Linked DNA regions of Capra hircus: region 1 is linked to region 2. Evidence: chromatin contacts called from public Hi-C data. All regions are on one chromosome and are shown on one strand. The core of a region is the stretch at or near the end of the contact, and the rest is flanking DNA. Distances in the headings are between cores, read along the strand shown.

Region 1 (4,718 bases), core at 915-3,414, 100 kb after region 2:
GATGGGCCCCCACCTGTCACTTGGTTTCTAGAGAACTGATTTTGTCTCAGAGTAGGGGAGGGAGACAGGTAGAGAGCAGAGGTCAGCCTGCTGGGGTTGGGAGATAGAGGTGCACAGAGCCCTCCTTCCACTTGCCTTAAGGTAGCCCTCAAGGGGCCTCCAGGGAGTTTGAATTGTGGATTGGATTCATTAGGCAGGGTCAGGAGGGTTGTTGGGGAGAGCTTGTCGGCTGGCTTTCCCAGGGCACAGCAGGGTCTCTTTCGGAGGGGGGACAGTACTGCTGAGCCCCAAACCATGATCTGTTCCTCCTCTCCAGATGGAGAACAAGCAGATTTCCAAGTGCACAATGAGAGTTTCATTTCTTTCTTTTCTTTTTAATCAGGCAGTGTTAGGAAGGGCCTTGTAGCGGAGATGCAGAAACCCTGGGTGAGGATGAGGAGAATGGTACCATGGAGGAAGGAAGGTGGCAGGGAGGGGGTGAGAATTCAAGCAATGAATCAGGCACCCACATCTGTGCCCTAGCAAACAGCTGTAGGTCACATACACAGACTCACCCTCACTCCCACCCAGCCTAGTCAGAGTTGTGTGTACACAGGGACACAAGTGCAGGCTTCCAAATACATCTGCAAAGGACTCACAATCATACCCAGATACCTTGCAGTTGGCATGCGGCCCCCCCACACGCGCACATACACTCACTCTCAGCCGCACAAGCCGAGACCTCCCAGGACCTGTACAAGCACCGGCACATGCCCAGACGCACCCCTCTGCCCTTCCACCCTGGGCATCTCAGACACAGGCTCCTTCTGGCCCCAGGCAGCCATCTGGGCTGGAGCCTAGAGACGGGTGGCATCGTGGTGATGGGGCATGGCAAGGCGGGGGGAGGGTGTGGCGGGGGGCAGTTCCTCCAGGAAGACCCTGGCGGGCAGTGGGGGTGAGCGGGGCTCAGGCCTGGCGCAGCACAGGGTGGCACGGGTGATGAGGCGGTCCAGGGGCTTCAGGGAGTGCACCCACAGGGGCAGGAAGTCCCACGTCTGCAGCCACTTGGGCAGGCACCCGGGGCTGCGACGCTGCAGCGCACTGACAAGTACCACGAAGGCCAGCAGGGCCCCGAAGGGTGCGCCCACACCTACCATAGCCCGCCAGCCTGCCATGGAGAGCCCAAACACCATCGAGGGCAGCAGCAGGAAGCACAGGAGGAGGTAGAGGACGGCGAACCAGCGATACTTGGCCGTGCGTTTGCCCAACGCCTTGGCCATGCGGATAGGCAGGCGCGTGCAGGGCACAGGGTACCACAGCAGGATGCCAGAGATGTTGAAGAAGAAGTGGCAGAGGGCAATCTGCAGGGGAGAGAAGGCAGAGGGGCGGAGGCAGGCATGGCCCTAGCTCCTGAGTCAGGATTAGATGACGGGACCACCAGCTCTGGGCAGCAGGAAAGTCAGCACTCAGGGCTAGCATGCCCCCAGTGAAACACTGGTACACTTCCGGACCAGTGGGTACATAACTGCCCTAAACTGCCCTAAACTCTCCACATTTCTTCCCACTAAGCCCTTTCTCAGGAATTCCCCAGCAGATTCCATCCATATCCAGGAGCTGAAAGATTCATACTGATTTCTGGTTCAGAAGCTCTGGCCTCCTGAGTGGGCAACATCCTGGCTTATCAGTTACTCCTTTGCTCCTAGAGCAGCAACCCCTTTGCTGTCTGCCTCCAAGTCCTTGATCCCCCAGATGGAGCCAGGCCCCCTCTTAACAGCACCCCTTCCCTAGAGTGTGAATCCCACCGACTCTTGTTCATTGATTGGCATCTGTGCGTGCGCACACTCGCTCAGTCATGTCTGATTGTGTTCTCACTAGACTCTAAGGTCTTGACGGCGGCACCAGGTATACTTTGCCCATATGATTTCCATAGAGTCTGGCATAGCAGGTGCCCCCTACTAGGCAGTCAAAAACTGTTTGGTACACACTGTCTACACTGGGTCAGGCTTCAGGTGCCAGTCTTAGCCCTGTCCTCCCTCTGGCAGGGCTCCTCTCCTAAGCTTACCTGGAAAGCACTGGACAGCTTCTCCCGGGGGCTGGCCAGGGCAGCCAGTATGGCCGTGGTGGTGGTACCAATGTTGGAGCCCAGTGTGAGCGGGTAGGCACGCTCAATGCTGATCACACCGAGGCCTGGGGGCAGAGGAGAGGACATGGGCTCCCCAGCTCCCTCCTTCAGTCCTTTCCCTGCCAGCCCCTCCCCACCCAACCCTGCCTCGGTGTGAGGACTCACCGATGAGTGGGGTGATGGCTGAGGTGAACACAGAACTGCTCTGGACGACAAAGGTCATGCTGGCCCCTACCACCATGGCAAAGTAGCCTGTGGCCCAGGTGAAGGGGGTGGGAAAGTCTGCGAGGAAACCATCGAGTAGGATCAGTGGGAGGGGATTGAGAGGGGCGGGGACGTTTCTTGGGGAGGAGGTCTCTGATGCCAGCTTCCAAGTGGCACCTTGTCAGTCTCCTCCTCAACTGTGGCAGCTTCTCCTGGTCCTCCTTGATCTTGGATTAAAGACCCTTCTTAGCCTGCTTCCATCATACTTTTGCTCCCTTGTTCCCTCTGCCTGGGATAGCCTCCTCACCCCTAAATATTCATGCTCAGGATTCAGCATGGATATCACTGCCGCTGGAGAGCCCTCCCTGACCCCAGTCCCAAGGCAGACTTTGCTTCTCCTTCCTCTGAACTCTCAAAGATCCACAAATGCCCCTTATTCCAGCATTTGTCATACGGCCTCTGCCCATGCCGGGTGGGGTCCCTAAAGCTCAACATGAGGCTTAAATGAAAGTCAGATGGTGTCACTGCCCAACCCCCCAAGTGCCCCCATAGCCCTGGATAAAGTCCGGGCTCTAAGTGCAGCCTGCAGGGCCCTGTTACCTCGCTGACCTCTCCCTGCCTCTGTCCACCTCACTCACCAAGCTCCCACCACAGGGCTGGCCACCTTTCTGTGCCACAAGCCTGCCCAGCCAAGTCCTGCCTCAGAGCCTTTGCATGTACTGTTCCCTCCACTCAAAAAGCTCTTTGGCCATGTCTGACTGCTTCACATGTAGGTCCCTGCTCAAATGTCACCTCTGCACAGAAGCCACTGACCACCTATCAAAAGCAACTCTTCCATACTCTATTTGCTGTTTTTGCTTTCTGTTTGGCAGTAACTGTTCTCTTTTATCTAAATTTATCTCCCCTTGATCTTTTTTTTTTTTTTGCTGTCTTTCCATGTGTGGTGTGAGCCCCCTGAGGGCAAGAGCCATCTCTGTGAGGCTCACCTCTGTATCCCTCACACCACTCTGTGCTTGGCACACAGAGGGGACTTAATGACCATTTGTTAATTGAATCAAACAATGGCCTCTGGGAATCCCTTTGGAGCCACCTGCTAGAACAGAAGCAGCCACAGATTCCCAGCTTGTCAGCATCTCAGGGACCTCATATATCACCCATTCCAACCTCTTCTTTGTTCACATGCAGAAACTGAGGCTCAAAGATGGTAGGGCTTTACCCAGATCACACAGTAAGTCAGAGGAAGGATTAACAAGATCCAGAAGGCCCGTCCTGAGGCCTGCCCACCCACTGCTCGGGGCTCACCAGTGTTGATAACCTTCTGAATGACCTTGGCCACCTGGCCCTTGAGCAGAGAGTTGAGCATCTTGACAAGGAGGATGAGACAGGTGCACAGGAGTGCCAGGGAGCCAGCCAGCAGGATGAGCCCCACAGCTAGGTCAGGCAGCCCCGTGTCCACAAAGATGTGGTTGCCTGTGGGGTGGGGGAGTGGTATCAAGCTGCTGCCCCCTCAATCCAGCTCCCAGCCCCCAACCTTTGCCACCCTCTTCAACTCACAACCTCGTGTTCCTTCAACCTCTACATGAGACCCTGACCCCAGGCCAGGAGCTAGGCTGGCCAACAGCTGTCCTTCTGGGCTGAAAGCAGCAGTGGCCAGGTGGAAGATGGCCTTGCCTCTGCCAGGCTCTTCCCTGCTGGGCTGGACATCTCCCATACTGTGGGTACTCACATTTCTCCAGGGTGGCATTTCTGAGCATCCAGCTGGTGTTGGCCTCTGCCCTGGGCATAGGAGTAGGAACCTAGATTAGGAGGAGAGGTCAGTTCAGTTCAGTTGCTCAGTCGTGTCTGACTCTTTGCAACCCCATGGACTGCAGCACACCAGGCTTCTCTGTCCAGCACTGACTCCCAGAGCTTGCTCAAACTCATGTCCATCAAGTTGGTGATGCCATCCAATCATCTCATTCTCTGTCATCCTCTTCTCCTCCTGCTTTCAATCTTTCCCAGCATCAGAGTATTTTCTAATGAATCAGTTCTTCAAATCAGATGGCCAAAATATTGGAGCTTCAGCTTCTGCATCAATCCTTCCAATGAATATTCAGGACTGATTTCCTTTAGGATTGACTAGTTTGATCTCCTTGCAGTCCAAGGGACTCTCAAGAGTCTTCTCCAACATCTCAGTTCAAAAGCATCAATTCTTCGGCGCTCAGCTTTCTTTATGGCCCAACTCTCACATCCATACATGACTACTGGACAAACCATAACTTTGACTAGGTGAACCTTTGTCGGCAAACTAATGTCTCTGCTTTTTAATATGCTGACTAGGTTGGTCATAGCTTTTCTTCCAAGGAGCAAGCATCTTAATTTCATGGCTGAGATTGACATAGCAAATTTAGGAACATGCATTCTGGGACTGGGG
Region 2 (4,223 bases), core at 48-2,547:
TTAGGGCAGGAGGAAAGATGGTGGAGAAGAAGCAGTCAGTGGGACAGGATAAAGCCACGGGGAAGAGGGAGTATACCCTGACCAGAGCTGTTTCTAGGTAAGGAAAGAGGAAAGCTGAGAAATCACCATTGATTGAATAACCTGGAAATCATTAGAGACCTTTTGAAGAGGGAATTAATTCAGAGGACTGGTGGGGACAAGAGCTTGACTGAATGAGTTCAGGAGGGAATGGGAGGAAAAACGGGGAGAAAGGGTAATAGACAACTCCAAGGAATTTTACCCTCAGGGAAAATAGAAGAATACGAGAGAGATTGCTGAAAAGTGTTGTGAGATCAAGAGAAAATTTATTTAAAGATGAGAACTCTTACATCAGTTTATGTAGTGAAGGGATTGATGCAGAAGAGGATGAAATATGATAATAGTGGACAGGGGAGAATAGCATTGGCCATCCCCTGAGGCGTGGACATCTGTTCACTCACTCGCAAACCTGGATCCCTGCTCACTTTCCCCCGCTGCCTGAGCTAGCCGCCTGGGCTGAGCACTGGGTCAAAGTGGGGACTCTGACACCCTCAATGGAGGCGCTGCCGGTTCTGGAGCGGGTAGCAGGACATACCCCATCAAGACAGTCAGCACTTAGGTGGGGTCGCTGGGCTGCTGACCGCTGACTGCGAGGGGTCGGCGGTAGGAACAGGTCAGGAATGAGTAACGATTGGGGCCAGAGCCAAGGGTCCCTACACCTGTGTCGACTGTCATTTTCTGCCTTCGGTGGAATGTCCTGCAAACTTAACTTCATACTCCCCCGTGTCCTCCTCAACTAAGCCCACCTCGAGGTCCCCCCCCTCCACCAACTCTCCACCAAATCCGTCCTATTTAGAAATTCTGGAGCCTCCGATGGCTGTACCTTACGGCAAACTGTGCCTGTCTTCACGACGGCCCTGTGAAGCGAGTAGTATTGTCCCATTTTTCTGAGTTGGAAACTAAGGTTCACAGACGACTCAGATCCAGATCTGTCTGGTTCCCAAGTAGACTTTCTTTTCACTCAGCCAGCTGGAGGCGCAAAGGGCCAGGAAAGCGGAGGGTTAGGCTCCCAGACTAGGTGTCCAGCAGCCGAGACCCCGCCCAGACTCCGTCCAGGCCCCGCCCCACCGACGGGACCAAGGAGGGCTGTGTCTTAGAGCCCAAAGCTAGATGGGACCTGATGATTGGGTGGGGCGGAAGGATTGGGTAGGGCTTCCCACTGCCCGGGCGACCGCGACTTTTGGAGGGGGCGGGGCATATGGCTCCGCCCCCCCTACGCGGGCTCAAAGCGGATGGCAGCCGCGGGGGCGGGGTCAGAACTCGGGCGGCGGATCCCAGCGCGGCTCTTTGGAGCCCGCCGCGGAGCAGCGCCCCGGTGGGGCCCAGGAGGTACTTGGGACAGCGCGGGGCATCTCGGGCCGGACCAGGCGGGGGGCAGAGGCCTAATGGGGACCACAGAGGGGGCTGGGGGTCGTAGCCAGCTCTGCAGTTCCTCCGATGGGCCGTCGCCCCTACCCCCGCCCCCGCCTTCCTGCGGCGAAGCCGGCTGCGGCGGGGCTGATTGGCGCCTGCGCCGCTTCCTGCGCCTGGGACTCGGCCAGTGCTTGGGGCCCAGGCGGAGGCCCAGGGGGAAACTGAGTCACGTTGGGATGGTAGCAGTCCTGTGTGGGAGGCACCACCCTCACTGGGCTGCAGGATAAATCTTTTTCCTGACCATGCTTTGGAGTCCCAGCCCCCACCATTCCCTCCAGGGGCCTCGCCCCCGCCCAGAACCCAGCGCTCCCAGGGGTCCTGCCCTGGCTCTCAGTAGCTTCGACTGGGCTTGGAATGGCTAGGATTCGCTCCAGCCGCCTCCCTCCGCACCCCTCCCCCTCGCGGCCCAAGCCCCCGTGTTCTCTCCGAACAGTGTCAGTTTACACGCCTTATATAGTCCGAGCAGGCTCCAGCCGAGGCCTGCCTGTGGGGACCTGGGGGCGGGGGAGAGGAGTGCCGGCCCTGGACTGGCATTGCTGTCCAGACCAAGGCTCAAGACTGGCTGGGAAGGAAGTCATACCAAAGTAGTCCTGCTGTCCACTCCTGGGTGAGAGGGACCTTAAGAGTGGATGCGGGCTCCCTTCACCCCCCGCCCCAGTCCTTTGGGGATGAGGGGTTGCCCCTGTCTTTCCAGAGTCTGCCAGCTAGCAGCCCAGCGCGACCTACCAGGGTGCCCGCCTACCCTCCCCCTGGGTGTGCTCAGCGTCTGCCAGTGCTTGCCTGGCGCTAGTCCAAGGCTGGTGTCCAGAGTAGGGCCTGCCTGCGCACCCACTGTGCATCACTCACTTTTTCTCTCCTCTCAGGAGCAGCACTATGGATTCCTTCAAGGTGGTGCTGGAGGGGCCAGCACCTTGGGGCTTCCGGCTGCAGGGGGGCAAGGACTTCAATGTACCCCTCTCCATCTCCCGGGTGAGCCTAGGTTGAGGGAAGGGTTCCTCTGGGGGTCTCTGGGTGCTCAGCTCTCCAGTGGGCGGCAGGAGGAGTCTGAGCAGGAATGAGCCGAGGTCACAGACCAGGAGGTGTCCAGGTCCAGAGCTGTGCGCATCTGCCACAAGGACTCCCAACTCGGTAGATACTGGGAAAGGAGCAGCCCTCAGACTTCCACAGCTCTACACTGCACCTTCTAGGCTCAGGAGTGTGCCCATTCTTCAAGAGGTGAACCTGCGGTCTCCAAGAAGTGTCTATAAACTGCTTGAGGAGCAATGTTTGGTGCTAGGCCCCTGGGAGGGCACTCTGACTGCAGGAGCTCACTTCATCCTCATTGCCACCTAAGGAATAGCAACTACCACCCTGTTTATTCAGATGAGATAACTCAAGACTCATTGAAGGAACTCTTTCATCAGTTCCATGGCAAAGCAGGCATGGGGCTTCAAACACAGGGATGGCCTGCAGTTTTTGTGGGTGGATAAGGTGCTTCTCCCCAGCCCAGGTGAGGACTTTTATCCCATTCACTGGTTCCATTCAGGATGCAGTGGTCTTTGGGTCTGTAGGGCTCTGACTTCAACTCCTGAGAGCCTGTCCTGGTGGGGGTGGAGCTGGAGGCTGGCTCCTCCCTGTGGCAGGGGGATTGCCTTATAAGCCCAAGAATGCAGCCCCATGCTGGGATAGTCAACTGGTGGCTGGAGTCTGCAGAACTAAAGAAGGCTGGCCTAGGCCTGGAACCCTGAACCCCATCAGTGGGCCCCTCAGCCGATCATCAGGCTGTGGCTCCAGCTGTGGGATCAGTTGTGGGACTCGGAGAACAAAGTGCCTGCCCTGAGAGTGTGAGGGCAGCCCTTGGGTTGGTGTCTCTTGACTGTAGTCTGGGGGTCAGGAGTGGGCGGGGATTTCTGTCCCCATATCCACTTGACCAGAGAGGCACACCCAGGCTCCTAGTGGGCAGCTGTTGGCATGAAGCCCAGGGCAGGCACAGCCTGGAGGGGTCTAGAGATCCCAGCTTGAGGGGGCCCCAAGGTAGAGTCTGTTGTAGTTGGGCTTGGTGGCCAGGACCTGCAAGCAGTCACTGTTCCAAGGGACCCTTCCGCGGGGTTTCCTGGAAGCTGCTCTGCCAGCAAGGTAGCTAAGGGCACTGGTCTCCCTACTACTTACACCCAGCCCATACATAATACTCAAGCCTTGCCATCCCTGGGAACTCATCCTATACTCCACTTCCTGAGAAAGTGCTGGTCAGTGTGGCTGGGAGCTTGGCTGACCTCTGAGCCTCAGTTTATTCATTGGTGGGGATGGGCAACAAAGCAGCCTAAGGGATGGACTTTCAGATGTGGCCTGTTGGGGGCACTCTGAGCTCGGGCTCTGTTGTCAGCAGCCCCAGCATGTGGGTGGGGCCACTGGCTGAGCCCAGCCCTGGAGTTGGACCTAGGCCCTGGTGGGTGGGAGTGAGGGTGGTCTTTTCGGAGCTGGACTGGGCCCCCTCCCTCTCTCCTGACCCTAGCATGGAGGAGGAGAGGGAGGGGCTAGGGCTGGCTGGAGGCCCAGGCCTGGGAGATGAGGTAACGTCTGGGACTTGGGGGTTGGGCTGCTCAGTGGAGCCCTCAGGCTGACTCACCCCCTACTCCGTGTGGTGTCCAGCCCCCTGGCTTTTCCTCTCCTTGGTCCCTTGGGCCTCCTTGCTTTTCTCTCCAGACACATGCTGCCCCCCATCCCCAGGTCTCTTCTGCTTCTGTCTCCACCTC

Evidence for each region. Hi-C and Micro-C count contacts between places; a contact is called where the count stands out from the background.
Region 1: a Hi-C map of blood shows a contact between it and region 2, with 2.9 times the contacts expected there. The contact joins the enhancer-like site here to the promoter of PDLIM7 in region 2. A contact is called at or near these places in 2 of 5 Hi-C or Micro-C datasets (blood and liver).

Annotation. Positions count from the first base shown.
Region 1 is chr7:71,721,042-71,725,759 of ARS1.2, forward strand. It overlaps SLC34A1 (sodium-dependent phosphate transport protein 2A), which reads right to left. Exons shown (of 12, transcript XM_018050615.1): 8 at 4,032-4,101; 9 at 3,608-3,775; 10 at 2,267-2,383; 11 at 2,042-2,166; 12 at 112-1,340. The coding sequence ends at 837. Among named protein-coding and RNA genes, the nearest start is that of PFN3, 4.0 kb to the left of the region's middle. Within about 2 kb of position 2,165, at least 1 of the 5 cell types and tissues checked has an H3K27ac peak or open chromatin away from gene starts, as enhancers often do.
Region 2 is chr7:71,620,601-71,624,823 of ARS1.2, forward strand. PDLIM7 (PDZ and LIM domain protein 7) reads left to right here and starts at 1,298. Exons shown (of 13, transcript XM_018050601.1): 1 at 1,298-1,407; 2 at 2,355-2,460. The coding sequence starts at 2,365.